5 separate regions of the Mus musculus genome follow, and all the other regions are linked to region 1. Evidence: chromatin contacts called from public Hi-C, HiChIP or PLAC-seq, Micro-C and promoter capture Hi-C data. All regions are on one chromosome and are shown on one strand. The core of a region is the stretch at or near the end of the contact, and the rest is flanking DNA. Distances in the headings are between cores, read along the strand shown. Region 1 holds the start of Bid (BH3 interacting domain death agonist). Region 2 has its middle 23 kb from the start of Gm30842. Region 3 overlaps Mical3 (microtubule associated monooxygenase, calponin and LIM domain containing 3). Region 4 overlaps Mical3 (microtubule associated monooxygenase, calponin and LIM domain containing 3). Region 5 overlaps Mical3 (microtubule associated monooxygenase, calponin and LIM domain containing 3).

Region 1 (2,764 bases), core at 136-2,635:
GTACTGAACCCAGATGGATGCTCTGTAAGAGTGAGAAGTGCTTTTAACCAGTGAGCCATCTCTCCAACCCTGCCCCCGCTGTTCATCACCAAGCTCTTCCACTATGTGATTTCAAGTGTAACTTTTTTTTTGGCGGGGGGTGGGGGGGTGGGGGAGTGGGGGGTGGGGTGGGGTTGGTTTTTCGACAGACAGGGTTTCTCTGTATAGCCCTGGCTGTCCTGGAACTCACTTTGTAGACCAGGCTGGCCTCGAACAGAGGCCTCCCAAGTGCCGGGATTAAAGGCGTGCGACACCACGCCCGGCTTCAAGTGTAACTTTTATTGATCGTAAAATTAGAGCCATCTTCCTTTAAGAAGAATTGGAAAATATAAAGAGGAAAAAGAAACCCTGGAGATGGCTCGGTTTGTAAAGTACTTCATATGCGTAAGAACTGGACTTTGGATCCCTAGCACCCATGTAAAAAATAGAGTGCTGTGTGTATCTACAATTCCATTGTTATTGGTGCACAGTGGAAGCTTCCTGGAGCTCACCTGGCAGTCAGCCTAGGGAAATCACGCGTGGAGCTGGGAAGCTGGTCCACTCCCCTCACCCCACACCATCTCAAAAGAAAAAAAAAAAAGGTGGAAAGGTGGAGAGTGATGAAGGAAAACACTGACCTCTGGCTTAAATACACACATACACACACAAACACACACCAACCATGTGATTTTTTTTTTTTTTTTTTTTTTTTTTTGTCTTCTCAGATCCAGTTTCTCTGCTCAGGAACAGCAATTTCCATGGTTCTATTTACTTCCTCATACTTCCAGAATTCACTTTCTTGTTTCTCTTTCACTTTTGTCACTGTCACGTGTCCTTTGGGGGTACTGGCTGGCACTTAAGTATATAGCATTGGGACTTCTCTGGACAGGGGAACTAGCTAGCAGTTTGAGATTATCTGCTAGCCTCCTGGTTCTTTCCACATTCATCCTTGCTGATTCATTCCATGACCGAGAACCCCGCAACCCCCATCCCTGCCTTCCCCACAAGAGTTTAAAAATTCTGCAAGCAGCTGCGCAGGAGAAACAATAGGGACCTCCCAGCATCTCTGATAGGGCCGATTCTGACAGGGTCACTAGTCTTGAGTGTGCCAACCCTGCTATGTAATACATCAAGACAATGCGGAGAGGTCGGGATCAAGTATGACACCCCATCCTCACGAGGGCAGGTCGCCCAGGCTTTGGGGACTCTGGGGAGCGCAGGTTCCGGGTGTACCTTCCTTCCTGTCCCCCGTAGCGAGCCGGTAGGACCCTTGGGTTTCCGCAAAGTGTGGCCAGTCGGAGGGCGGAGCATCCGGAGGGCGGGGCTATCACAGGGGCGGGGCTCCCGGGCGAGCACGAGGAAAGGTAGGTGGAGTAGAGCGCCGGGCCGAGTGTGGCTCCGCAAACCTTTGCCTTAGCCCGTTCGCCGCCCGGTACCGGCGCAGCGGCGTCTGCGTGGTGAGTATGCCCACCCTACTGGGCGCCCCCACAGTTCCCCTCTGGGAGGACGGGGTCGGCACGGAGCTCAGTTTCGTATGCTATCGATCCTTCGTGATGGCGGGGCTCTTGCGCCTTGATGGAGGCGGGGTGAGGGCGCCGGCCACAGGGTGCCACCGCGGAGCTGAGGGGAAGGCACTCACTCGAAGGCCTGGGGCGTGCGCCACTCGCGGTCCCCCTCAGCGCTCGGTCCTGGTCCGCTTCGGGCAGGCCTCCTGGTGGACCCGGGGTCCCCGCGGTCGCGCGCCACTCGGCAGGTGCGCGCAGAGCTGGAAAGGCGGGCCTGAGGTCTCGCTGCGCTCCGCTATGGCCACCCACAAAAATCAACAAGGAACGGCTACAGCCCACAAATGGGCCCTGCAAAAGCCCTGGAACCCCAACCCAGGGAACACAGACCTTGGAAGACTGCAGCGAGGGGCACCTTTCCTACACCCGTGGGCACTACTGTGTGCACAGCTCACACTCACGCCTGAACTGTGAGGAAGTGGCTGACCCCTCCGCATCTCCAGTACCCAAAATGGTTTGAAAATGTGCACAGACTGGTTGCTGATGTTTTTAAAAAGTTTGTTGAATGGTTGGCTGAATAACCCTATAGGATTCTAGAAGAAACCCACAGTCTTCAGCCACCAAGTGGCCTGGGCCCACAAGGATTCACACATTCGTTCATTCATTCTTTCGTACATTCATTTACATACTCAACAAATAAGTGTGGACCAGGGACGGATCAGGGTAGAACTTTGTGGGTGGTGAGAGGCTGGAATGAAGAGCTCTGTAAAGGACCAGGTGGTGTTGAGTATGGGACTTCTAGGCTGGGCTTGACCTTCATCTGATAAGCCACATAGTTCTGAGTCAAGAGCATCCTGAGGACCCAGGCAGGGCTCCCCTACTTTCCCAGGCTACTGCCTGGTGCCATGGCCAGGATTGCCCTTACTGGAAGACTACCTTGAAGCCGGGTCTAGGATAAGCTAGCTGTGGAATGGAGCTGGGAGAAACCACAAGAAGGATGTGGACTTTCCACATTCCAGCTCTACCCAACCAGGAGACTTTGCAGCCCTGCCCCATCCCCTGGGACTTGGTCCCAGGCACTACCCTGGCAGTCAGCTCTGAGTGTTTCCATGGGGGGGGGGGGAGCCTGATCCAGTGCTGGGGCTGAGTTCAGAGGCTTTAATACTTGAGTGGGCTGAGCTCTAAGAAGGACTCGGCTGGGTGGTGGTGGGGAAGCAGGGTGGCGATTGTGTGTGTCCTGGCCT
Region 2 (2,764 bases), core at 122-2,621, 240 kb before region 1:
TCACACCGTAAGACCACCCTAAGCACATTCTGAAAAAGATCGATTTCCAAGTATTCGGTCACATGTTGCTGTTGCTTATTCACAAACTGTATCCAATCGTTCCCAATCTCTTTTCATACCTTTAAAGCCAAAGTTGGATGTGGATCAGCACCAGGAAGATTCTGGTTCAAAAATCAAGAGTAGAGGGAAGTGACTTCATGGTCTTAAAGCTTGCCCCAAGAACCCATCTCAACAAATCCCAGCGCGTCATGGCCCATCCACAGAGCTGGTGCCCTAGGGTCGTAGGCTGCTGAACACCAGAGAGCCCCACAAGAGCCCTTCCTCCCCTCACACACCCACCTACACCTGCTTCCGTCTCCATCTGGATCAGTGAGGGTTGACAGCTACCTTTTGGAAAGGTGAAGATGGCTGAAGCCTGAAGCTCTGACTGCAGAGACTCGGACAAAGCCTGTGTAAATCACGAGTTCTGACTTTCCTAGAACTTCCCAGACCTCAAAACTGTTCTCGTTTGCCATAAAATCGCCAAACTATTCCAAGGGATGTTGACATTTCTGCTTCTAAAGCACACCTCTGAGGAAGTCTCATACGTCTCCAATGAATAATAAAAGACCTTTTGGCAGACATCGTGTCTAAATCTTTGATTTTAAAACTGTGATGCGTGGATCCAAGTTTTCCAATAAGCAGCAGCAGCTTCCTCTGCTTGTTCCAACCTACAGTCCCAGCCAGCGCCTCTTCCCTTCCTATCTGAAGATGTTACTGGGCTTATTAGTGGACAGATATCCCTTGATCTCTGTAAACTCTTGCAGAGTTTAGGCCACGCTTAGCCATGAGTTTAGCCACGACGAAGAGGGAAACATCAGAACTAAAGGCCAAAAGGCACCGTAGCTGGCTTCTTTCTGTGCAAGGAGTGAGTTTTTAGTGTCTCCTTCTGTGACCACAGCACCTTTTTCTGAATGCTTGAGAGACATTCATGGATGGAAGGAGCCGACACAGTGGGAGGAAGTCAGGTATGAGTCTAAGGGATCATGGGAATGGTGTGTGCTTTCCACTCAATGGTGGTACTGAGGAAGGCCTCAAATCCAAAAGCATTTGACTGGTAGAAAGAAAAGAAAAATACCAAATTCCGCACCAAGGGAGGGCAGAGGTGTCGCTGAGAAAAATCAAAATTCCGGGCTGGATCCAATGTGTCTTTAAAAAAAAAAAGAATAGTACTAGTTACTGCCTTGGTTACTGGAGATTAGAGACTGTTTGACTTGACAAGAGCCCTACAAATGAACGCTAAGCAAAACAGGAGAGTTGGAAAGCCAGCACAGCCAGGGGGTGTAGCTATAAAGCTGCCTCCCCCACACGCGGTCACAGATAAGAAGGTAAAGAAATGATGTCGGCCAGGGTCATGCAAGGAAACAAGAGAGACTTCTATAAATATAACCAGAAAGAAAATATTTGTTTTAGCTGATGAGATCACCACTCGTGGCTTGTAACAGGGAGCTTTTGTTGCTCCCTTAATTGAGGCTTGGAAAAGAGCAGAAATCAGACTACTAGCCCACAAGGTTCCAGGGAGTCGGCCCAGGTTAAATTAGATGCAGCTGAAGTCTTCAAGGCTCAATACCATCAATCTGGACTCTGGCCTGTGTTTTTGTGGACATGTTGGCTCCCACTCTTCCCACCTACTCCTTGCTCCAACAACCCACCTGGCTAGCATCTCATATTAGGAAATGGGGACAAAAACAGGAAGAGGCAGAAGGCCATGGGCTGGACGAAGACCTATGGGAGGGGCAAGGTCTCACATTCTCTACAACATCCTCCAAGGGTATCTACCATAGTCCAAGAGTCAGGAAGCACCCACAAATATTCAGTGCCTGCCATGTGCCAAGTGAAAGCACTAGACACTGCCAGTAGGCAGAACCCTGCTTACATTCAAGAGTTCAAAGTGTGGGGCCCGGCTGTTGTTGGAGGCGGATGACACATAATGACTGTATGACATAGTTGTGTACTGATAAGTACTACACAGAGAATTAAGTAGAGATAAGCGACCGGGGCTCCTTTAGCTCAGAAGTTTGGGCGAACTGTCTGAGCAGGTGTCATTAAGTCCAACACCTGAAAGATGAAGATGCACAGGTGAGATCAGGGAGACAGGTAAGGCCATAATAGCACAGGGGATAGAGAGGGCAGAGAGGCAGCCGCAAACAGGAAGGGCGGGTTTTAGAGGGCCTTGTGGGCCATGGGAAAGATTTTGTTGGATGTTTTTAGGGGAAGACTTCGATGATGCAAGATCTGCTTTAGAAACATGGGAGTTGGGTGTGGTAAAGAATGCCTGTAATTGCAGCATTTCAGAAGATCAGGTACGAAAACTGCAAGTTCAAGATCAGATGGGGCCAGATAGTGTCTTAGAAGACGAAAGGGAGAGGAGGAGGAGGAGGAGGAGGAGGAAGAGATGAAGAGAAGAGAAAGAAGGAGAAGAAGAGGAAGAAGGAGAACGAGAAGAAGAGGAGGAGAAGGAGAAGGAGGAGAGGAAGGAGAAGGAAGAAGTGGAGGAGGAGGAAGAGGAGATTCCCACCCCCAGGCTGCTTTTCCCAGGGTGCAAGAATAGAGCCTGGATTACCTGGATGGGGCATTGGTCCGAGGAAGAGAAGACAGAGGTGCATGGCAGTGAATGGAGCAGGGTTCTGGCCCATCAGTAAATGCATGATGAGAGTGACATGGAGAGAATGTAGAGCAGAGCTCTTCAAGACTTAAGAGGAACACAAGGGTCCTGGGGTTGTTT
Region 3 (2,764 bases), core at 96-2,595, 200 kb before region 1:
TTTTAAAGAAATGTTTCTGCACTCACTGGATCTGCTCCCTTGAGAAACACATCTGCTCAAATAGTGGGTCCTGCAGATGTTCTCAGAGACAGAAACATTTCTGACTCACAAAGGAAACCTCACTGACATAGAGCGTAACTTCAAAATGATACCTGAAAAATATTGGAGGATCAAAACTTACCACCCTTGGATGGTTTGTAATCTGATTTAATAAGTCAAGGAATTTTACTGATCGTGCTGCGCTCTTTCTTCTCCTGTCTGGTAGAATACCTCCAGCGTAAAAATATAAATATTGTGATGAAGTGGGCCTGTGACTTCAGAGAAAATCTAAGCACCATAGACACCGGATGGGAATCAATACAGTATTAAGAAACAGACCATGGCTAGAGAGATGGCTTGGCGGGTAAAACCCAGGCCCACACCAAAATATAAGAGATGGAAGCAACACAGAGAGTACAGTGAGATATTTTGTTTATTTAAACATCACTGGAAAGAAAAGAGAATAAAAATAAATAAATAAATAAATAAATAAATAAATAAATAAATAAATAAAAATAAACATCACTGGATACTTAAATAGCTTTTAGTAATTTTCTTTAGCTTCCTAGTAAGTCTTGCAAGAGCATCTTAATTCTCATCAAATCTACTCTAAGTTTGTAACAGTGAGAGAGAAGACATACAGACACTCAGAATACGGACACTCAGAAGTTTCTCACATTTATTACCGATTGTCTCCTTCGTTCTGTCAGCAGGCTTCCATTTTCATAACTTTTTTTTTTTATTTTATGTGGATGCTTTGCTTGTACAGATGTTAATGTACCACGCACGCGCCTGGTGCCTGCCGAGGCTGGAAGAGTTGTTGGGTCCTCAGAACTGTAGTTAGGGATGGTAGTGACCTGTCATACTGGGACTTGAACCTGAGTCCTCTGGAAGAACAACCAGTGCTTATTCATGTGTTCCTTAGGAACAACAGTAAGTTCTCTTAACTGCTGGGCCATTTCTCCAGACCAAGTTGACTTCATTTTTATATTTTGTTATTATATAAAATATATCTTTTAGTGATTTGATTTTTTTTCTTTTTAAAATAGAGTTTTGTTGTTTTTTTTTTTTTTAGCTGACTTAGTTTTATTTCATTTTATTTTTAGGTTTGAACCTGTTTTAAAGAAATCATTCTGAGTTCTGTCAAATGGCACAAAAATGTTTACTGTGACAAATTCCTTGTGATTTAAAAAAGAACCCACATTATCTTGAAGTTTAATATGTCAAAGGACAAGCTTAGGCCCAGTGAGAGGGCCCAGTGGGGAAAGGGTGCTGGCTTGCTGACCTGCCTTGATGGCAATGCCAAGAATCCACATAGAAGAGGGGAGAGAACTGACTCCCACAGACTGTCCTCTGATCTCCACTCGAGCGCCATGGCGTGCATTCCCTCTCCCTGTTGAAATAAATAGATGTAAAAGCATTTTAAAAGGACAAATCCAGTCCAGCCAGCCTATATTTTAATATGACTTATATCAGACTGAAGACCTGGCTAGCCTTGAACTCACAGAGAGCCACCTGTGCCTCTGCCTGCCCGGTGTGGAGATTAAAGGTGTGTGTCACTCCGTCCAGCCTTGAAAGCCTTTTAGATCAGGAACTTGGCTACTTAATTATAAACACAGTCACCCCCACAGGAAGCAAGACTGTCCTCCAGCTCTCGGAGCTCGTGGGGTGTGATGTTCACCTTTGCCAGGTCACATTCTTCACTGGTTTGACAGCTCTGAAGAATGTCCCTGCTGAGGTTCTTCAGAACCTCGTACAAAGCAAGGCTCTGGAGCGTGAGCCAAGGACAACACGTCTTCATGCTGCCACGTCTGTGCTTGGAATTCTGCTCTGGGAGCATCGGCATATTTTTCACAATGGTAAAGCACACGGATTAGATTTGAGGCATAAGATACAGCGTGCCGGGGCTGGAGAGATGGCTCAGCGGTTAGAGCACCAATTGCTCTTCCAGAGGTCATGAGTTCAATTCCCAGCAACCACATGGTGGCTCACAACCATCTGTAATGGGATCTGATGCCCTCTTCTGGTGTGTCTGAAGACAGCAATGATGTACTCATATACACAAAATAAATAAATAAATAAATCTTTAAAAAAAAAAAAGATACAGTGTGCCCACGCTGGAACTTGAATCAGATTGCTCCTCAAAGTTATAAGCTGTGAGGGTCTCCTTGTCACTGAAATAGCTCAAGAGAGAAAGCAGTGGATGGAGGGTCTCTGCATGACCAAACTGGAGGATAACTGCAAAAGGAACCAACTGAGACCTTTCCACCTGCTCAACTGCTGTGTCCAAGTGCTACAAAGTATTCCGAGACAAAGGCTATTAATATTACACCCGTAACTTCTTTCCAAATACTGCTTCAGATCACTCAACTATTCCAATACCTTTGCATTGTTTTGTCAAAATAGCATTCCAAGGAATATTTTTAAAGTTTATTATTTCTTCTCAAAAGGTTTACTAATTTTTTTATGATATATGTATATGACCGCTTGCTCTACAGGTAGGTATGTGCGTCAGTGTAAGTGCAGTGCCAGTGGAGACCAGCAGAGGGCGTTGGAGCTCCTAAAATTGAAGTTACAGGTTGTTGTGAGCTGCCTGGTGAGTGCTAGAAACTGAATGAATCCCAGGTCTTCTGGAAGAGTAGCAAATGCCACTGAGCCGTCTCTCCAGCCCTAGCCAACAAGATTTACCACCTTTAAATGCCAGGTCAAATGAACAGGTGGAAAA
Region 4 (2,764 bases), core at 194-2,693, 170 kb before region 1:
CCCACGGTGGGCAGGTGTGGGTGGAGGCAGGATGAGGGTCTGCCAAGAAGAGTTGGGGCTGGCGCAGCCTGGCGTGGGCACCAGGTGAGCTTCACACAGCAGGGTGTGGCCTGCTGGGCATGTGTAGACTTAGTGGGGGTTGCCTGCACAGCAGGTATGCGGGGCTGACGGGAGCTGCTCAGCGAGCATTGGCATGATAGGGCTGCTTTGGCTCTGGCACCGCCAAAGGCTACATACGCTGACGGGTCAGGTTACTGTTGCTGTGGGAACCATGACCTTTGAATTTCCTGGCTTATGCCTGGAATTTTGCTTGCATAATGCTGCAACAACTTGAGTTTCCCCCTTCCCCTTTCTCCCTTCTCGTTGGCATCTCCTTCTTTTTTTTTTTTTTTTCTTTTTTAAATATCAGCAATCAAAGCTCTCTGCTGTTCCTCCTTCTCTTGTTGTAGACAGTCGTATGCACTTTCTTCATGAGGTGTGTGAGCGTGACTGCAGCTCTGTGCCCTGGGCTGCCCAGCTGATGTTTCTGGTCTCCTAGTGAGACCTTTGGGAAGGACGAGTTGGGTGCTGTGCATTTTTGGGTGGGACCAGCTGTGCTCCCACGTGTCTCCCGTGAGCACCTGCTTTCCTCGTCTCTGTACTTGCTCGCTGTGCGCCTGGAACACCCAGCTGGCTTAGACAGTTCTCTCCAGACCTCAGTTTCCGCTGGGGTCGCACCTTCTCTGGGGAGCCTGATGACAGACACATCATTACCTGAAGTTGCCCTTTCCAGTGAGATGCATCATGGGAGAGCAGCCAGGCATAGCCTCAGGATATGTTTTCTTGTCCCAGGACCCTTTTATTATTATTTTTGGTTTGGGATTCCATGGGTAACCTGGCTTTTCATATCCATAGGCTGAGTTATACAATTGTTTAAGGCTAAGAATTTTAGCCATTGGTTGAGTTATACGATTGTTAAAGGCTATGAGTTTTAGCCGTTGGTTTGCTTGCTAACTGGTGTTCTCATCAGTTTATATTTGATGTGCCGTGTCAACCACGCCTTGACTGCTCACTTCCTCGCTTTCTTTTGAGACCAGGACTCATCTTGCCTAGCTGGCTTTGAGCTCCGTATCCTCCTGTTGCAGCCTCCTGAGTGCTGGAATCATAGGTGTGTGTCCCTGTGCTCAGGGTTTTCTTTCTCCCACCTTCCTCCTGTCTTCTGTCCTCCCTTAGAGACGGGGTCTTAGGATGTCCCCCGGCTGGCCTGGAATCCTGGGTTCGAGCAGGTCTCCCTTCCTTGGCCTCCTAAGTGCTGGGATGATGGGTGCCCGCCACTGTGCTCAGTAAGCAAGTATTAGGGTGTGTCAGGGAAGACAAATGCTTGTATCCCAACCTTGGAGATGTCCAGCCAGGCCACCAGTAGCCTGCCCTACCTTGCCGTCCTCCTCACTGACCTCTAAACCCATTGGCCTCTGTTCCGGGAAGGGCCGAGTCTGCGCTCACCGGGTAACCTGTGCATGCAGCGCTTCCTCCTGCCTCCTGCTCGCTTCTTCCTTCTTGGCCTAGCCCTGTCTGTCAGGCAAAGCAGCACTTCCCTTACTGAGGCCTTGCTGCAATGCCTGAGCCTTGGAGGACCGTCCAGGCCCTTCCCTTGCCTTTTGCTCTTTGCCTCACAGACCTGTCAGGGTGCACAGTAGGAGTGTGCTTATGGGGAAAGGTAGGAGTTCACTTTGTGTGCTCAAATCCAACACAGTACCTCACACCCAGTGGACGCAGTAGATGCCGAGCACAGGGACTTCCTGTATGACATGTAGAGTAACGTGAGGCAGTCAGCAGTCTGGGGTCATTTGAGGCGCCCCTAGAGATAAAACTGAAATTTCATTGATTTCGGCTCCCTACCCCCATCCCCACTTCATCCTTCTTTTGTCCGTTTTTGGCTTGTATGAGAATAACTTGAGGCAACTCGGGTTCTTGATGCTCAAAGAGGGCGAGGCAGATTATGAGTCTAGCCTGTGGAATCCTAGACACTTGTTTTGGGACTCACTTTTGGGACACTCAGTTTTTCCTAAACTTGTAGAGTCGTTTGTGAGAGACAGCCTGGGTGTCTGGCAAAGCACAGAGAAGTCAGCCCAGCTCCTCCCCTGCGTTCTCCCGCTTTCTGGCAGCTTGGGCAGTCAGTCATGCACCATTCTGGTCTCCTGAAGGCTGCCCCTGGGCTCAGCCTTCTCCTCTACCACTTAAGACCTACCTGCCTGTGAGAACCTGTCAGCAAAGAACCCGAGGGTGTGGTGAAGTAATGTCTGTGAAGGTGGGAAGAAAGAAAGACTCTGTGTGGCCAGCGCCCGAATCACTCATTAGACTTTCCTGGGTTCACTCCTGGATCTTCCTGCTGCCTCCATGTTGCAATAACTGCTACAAGGAAGTGGAGTGGCCTCCTCACCCGTGCTGGCTCGGGACCTCCAAACCTACAGTCCTCAGACCCCAGTCTTGCATGCGTAGGGCCACCGAGTGGCATATAGCAGTGTCTCCTGAAAAGTGGCCGTCTGCATCGCCCCTTCTGTTGCCTCCAGTTTACTCTTAGAGCCATTTACACCCACTTTTCCGAGCCCAGGGAGGGGGCTGGTGAGTTTTTTCATAGTAGGTCCCCGCCCCTCATTATTGACCAGGAACCAAGTATGGATGCCAGAGTTGGGTTTCTATATGAGCCCTCTCCATCCATTGTTCAACAAGCCCTTCACCAGTTGTGGAGTCAACCTGGGGTGTCTTCTCCATTCCCCAGCTCCCA
Region 5 (2,764 bases), core at 174-2,673, 130 kb before region 1:
GTACAGTAAGAGTATTCAGATCTTCAAGATCTTTTTTTTCAGTTCTAGAGTGGGGATTGTCATGTCATAAAATATTTCTGTTTCTAATTCTCCGAAGACCCTCCATACTGTTGAGTTTGAGCTTGCCTCCATCTAAGAGCTGGAGCTACAGAGCTGAGTGCAGTTACAGGGAACCCAGCCCAGAGGTCTCCGGGTCTATCTGTCCCCCGCAGCCCAGCCCCTCAGCTGCAGACAGACCATCTGAGAGCGCAGCCATCCTGGTGATTTGGATGCTATTTCAGGGGCAAGCCGCAGAGACACTGAGTAATCAGAAATGCTTCCCTTGTGCGTTTCCTCCGAACTCTCCAAGGGAGGCACTCCTGGTCGCCTGCTTCCAGGATCTGTCCTGACACATTAGTGCCCATGGAGTGGGTCTGGGAGAGGAGCACCTCTTCCGTGGCCTTTTGGGGTCAACATTTGTGCACCTGCTGGCAGAGGTGCATGAGGTGGCCTCTGTTCTTAGAAGGTGATTTTTTTTTTCCCCCATGCCCTCGAGCCCCTGGGTTATTTTTTAGACAATGTTTCTCTGTGTAGCTCAAGCTGACCTAGAACTCACTCTGTAGACCAAACTGACCTTGAACTCAGAGATCCACCTGCCTCTGCCTCGAAAGTGCTAGGATTAAAGGCATGTGGCCACCCCTATCACTCCCACCAGGTTAGAGTGTGGTTCTTATTTTTATTCTTATACTTCTGACTCCCCCACCCCACCCCCTTTCTGTTTTTATCGCTCACTCTCCCCTGCCTTCGCTACCATCTGTTCTAAGAACTGGGCGTCAGGGCAGCCTTTCCTGTTGTTGGAGCCGCACAGTGCTGTTCCCAGTGCTCTTCCAGGTTGCCCTCTCCCCAGCACTCTCCCCCACAGCCCAGATGTGTGTAAACGTGAATCAGCAGTCAGCTGAGACAAAACACCCAGGGTGTTGGTTTGCAGAGCCACACGGATGCTCTGGAAACCTGGCCTCGCTGTTTCTTCCACCTCGGACTCCTAGCTTCCCTTGTTTCTTTCTGGCACACCTCGGCTTTTCCATCCCCAGGAGTTCTGGCACTTTCTAGCCAGGTTTCCTGGTCTCTGGGTTCCTGTGATTATGAGTGTAGGCTTTTCCCAGAATGCTAGGATGGGTGGCACGCTGGGTGAGGAGATGGCAGGAAGACTGATGACTTTCAGGGCGGATGGGGGGGGGGGACGTGACGCCTGGCAGGATGGGCCCATCTGCCATTCTTCCTGGCCATTCTCGGTGTGAGTCACAATGCCGGACAAATGGCGCTGGAGCAGACAGTCCCCGTGCAGCCGAGCATAGGCGAGTGGGATGGGCCCAGCAGTGCTGGCCGCCCTGGGCTGCCCTCCTGCTTTGCTCACCTGGCTCACAGAGGTGGAAAGGGAAGGCAGCCCAAGGGACTTTGTCTCAGGTAGTCTTACCCCGGATGCCTGTTGCATTGTTCTGAGAACCAGCCTACCTCTGTTTATCTGGTGTCATTAGTGCCCTGCAGGTCATGATCCCTTAGCCACGGCACCTAATACTTGCCTGCCACTCCTGAGCTGCCTTTTAGCAACCCTTTGGGGAACTGGGCTGACACAAATCAGACTAACATTTTACACTCTCCAAAGAGGGGCCAGGATGGTTGTCGATGACAGTGTTCAGCCATGATGAGATTTGATTTGGGAGTACCCATCTCAGAGTGAGCAATGCTCAGCCCAGGGGCTGTCAGCTCAGTGGTTAGAGCTGTTGTTTGGAAAGTCATATCCAAGATGATCTTCAAGGTGTAAGTGTGAGCACAAGGCCGTGCTACAACTAAAGCCTTAGAAATACGTGGTGTGAGTGGCACATGCCCCTGGGGAGCAGAGGAAGGCGGGTCTTTGTGAGTTCATATGAGTTCCAAAAGAGCCTGAGATACATAGTGAGACCCTATCTTGGAAACAAACAAACTAACTAAAACAAAAAACAAACAAACAAATATGTTGTGTAGAATCTTGACTATGCTGGATTCAGAGCGAGTTTCTGAGTATACTGAATTCTGCCAAAAGGTAGTCATTGGCTGCCGATTAGGAACGGAGAAAAACCATTTTCCTTCTTGGCACAGGTAATCAGTCCAGGTGTGTTCAGAACTCCCGGAATGTTGCTCTGTAACTCCAGTAGCATTACGGTGGCTGTGAACATAGGTGGGGTGGGGGTCGGGATCAGAAGGCGCAGGGCAATGCCCTCCTTCCCCAAGATCTGTTTGCAGCCACCAGCTGTTCCTAGCCACCCTTTCTTGTGCCTTCTCCTAAAGGTGTCTGGATTTTTCCGCTCTTACAAGCCGTCTTTTGACTGGCTACCATTTCTAAGATAAGTCTGGGCTTGTCAGAAAAGAATAGACTCTTTTTATGGCCGTCAAAATATTTTTGCTTGCTGCCATGACCTAAAGTAAACCTTTATTTAGGGGAGACTGGGGGTTGGTTCTAATTAATTCCAGGATTTCTCTTATTTGTCTTTGTAATTTTTTTTTTATATGTGGGGCTAGGGGTGGAGCCCAGAGCCTCTCCTAGTTAGGAGATGCGCTGCCTCTGAGCCACGCCCCCAGAAAATTCATTAGTATTCTTTTTTTTTTTTTTTTTTTTTTTTTTTTTAAATCCTGTACTCTTGGCCAAGATCCACATCATGGATATCGAGACAGGCCATGTTTATTAGCAATGTGGCTTTTAATATCCAGAGCCAGGAGGGTTGTTGAGTAAGTCACAGTTTTGTGGTAA

What was found. Promoter capture Hi-C pulls out the DNA fragments that hold promoters and counts their contacts. A called contact is a pair of places that touch in the nucleus more often than the background predicts. HiChIP or PLAC-seq counts read pairs in DNA pulled down with a chosen protein or histone mark.
Region 2: a contact with region 1 is called in a FOXA1 HiChIP or PLAC-seq map of pancreatic cancer cells. The contact joins the enhancer-like site here to the promoter of Bid in region 1. A contact is called at or near these places in 11 of 39 promoter capture datasets (3T3-L1-derived adipocytes, the C10 cell line, the HPC-7 cell line and 9 more), 1 of 484 Hi-C or Micro-C datasets (embryonic fibroblasts), 17 of 115 datasets of contacts at active chromatin or transcription factors (the HPC-7 cell line, acute myeloid leukemia, bone marrow-derived macrophages and 11 more) and 1 of 9 other capture datasets (pancreatic islet).
Region 3: a Hi-C map of double positive thymocytes shows a contact between it and region 1, with 4 times the contacts expected there. The contact joins the enhancer-like site here to the promoter of Bid in region 1. A contact is called at or near these places in 19 of 39 promoter capture datasets (the 3T3-L1 cell line, 3T3-L1-derived adipocytes, the C10 cell line and 12 more), 1 of 15 datasets of contacts at CTCF or cohesin (embryonic stem cells), 51 of 484 Hi-C or Micro-C datasets (B cells, the BV-2 cell line, the Ba/F3 cell line and 27 more), 26 of 115 datasets of contacts at active chromatin or transcription factors (CD8 T cells, the HPC-7 cell line, the NIH/3T3 cell line and 14 more) and 4 of 9 other capture datasets (adipose tissue, embryonic stem cells, liver and 1 more).
Region 4: a contact with region 1 is called in a Micro-C map of the G1E-ER4 cell line. The contact joins the enhancer-like site here to the promoter of Bid in region 1. A contact is called at or near these places in 4 of 39 promoter capture datasets (the HPC-7 cell line, cranial neural crest, embryonic stem cells and 1 more), 1 of 484 Hi-C or Micro-C datasets (the G1E-ER4 cell line), 4 of 115 datasets of contacts at active chromatin or transcription factors (embryonic stem cells and pancreatic cancer cells) and 1 of 9 other capture datasets (adipose tissue).
Region 5: a promoter capture Hi-C map of liver shows a contact between it and region 1, with 2.3 times the contacts expected there. The contact joins the enhancer-like site here to the promoter of Bid in region 1. A contact is called at or near these places in 6 of 39 promoter capture datasets (the 3T3-L1 cell line, cranial neural crest, fetal liver and 2 more), 2 of 484 Hi-C or Micro-C datasets (myocytes and nephron progenitors), 4 of 115 datasets of contacts at active chromatin or transcription factors (embryonic stem cells, large pre-B cells and pancreatic cancer cells) and 1 of 9 other capture datasets (embryonic stem cells).

What each region holds. Positions count from the first base shown.
Region 1 is chr6:120,915,445-120,918,208 of GRCm38.p6, reverse strand. Bid (BH3 interacting domain death agonist) reads left to right here and starts at 1,385. Exons shown (of 6, transcript NM_007544.4): 1 at 1,385-1,475.
Region 2 is chr6:121,159,013-121,161,776 of GRCm38.p6, reverse strand. It overlaps a transcript of Mical3 not described here. Among named protein-coding and RNA genes, the nearest start is that of Gm30842, 23 kb to the right of the region's middle. Within about 2 kb of position 1,371, at least 37 of the 459 cell types and tissues checked have an H3K27ac peak or open chromatin away from gene starts, as enhancers often do. A contact at or near this core is called in pancreatic cancer cells and pancreatic islet, where this site is marked.
Region 3 is chr6:121,117,157-121,119,920 of GRCm38.p6, reverse strand. The region is part of intron 1 of Mical3 (microtubule associated monooxygenase, calponin and LIM domain containing 3); the gene reads left to right. It also overlaps the pseudogene Minpp1-ps. Among named protein-coding and RNA genes, the nearest start is that of Mical3, 12 kb to the left of the region's middle. Within about 2 kb of position 1,345, at least 10 of the 459 cell types and tissues checked have an H3K27ac peak or open chromatin away from gene starts, as enhancers often do. A contact at or near this core is called in 3T3-L1-derived adipocytes, adipose tissue and double positive thymocytes, where this site is marked.
Region 4 is chr6:121,085,165-121,087,928 of GRCm38.p6, reverse strand. All of the region lies in intron 1 of Mical3 (microtubule associated monooxygenase, calponin and LIM domain containing 3), which reads left to right. Among named protein-coding and RNA genes, the nearest start is that of Gm4651, 22 kb to the right of the region's middle. RefSeq lists an enhancer at 1-787. Within about 2 kb of position 1,443, at least 96 of the 459 cell types and tissues checked have an H3K27ac peak or open chromatin away from gene starts, as enhancers often do. A contact at or near this core is called in the G1E-ER4 cell line, adipose tissue and liver, where this site is marked.
Region 5 is chr6:121,044,005-121,046,768 of GRCm38.p6, reverse strand. All of the region lies in intron 1 of Mical3 (microtubule associated monooxygenase, calponin and LIM domain containing 3), which reads left to right. Among named protein-coding and RNA genes, the nearest start is that of Gm4651, 19 kb to the left of the region's middle. Within about 2 kb of position 1,423, at least 63 of the 459 cell types and tissues checked have an H3K27ac peak or open chromatin away from gene starts, as enhancers often do. A contact at or near this core is called in liver and pancreatic cancer cells, where this site is marked.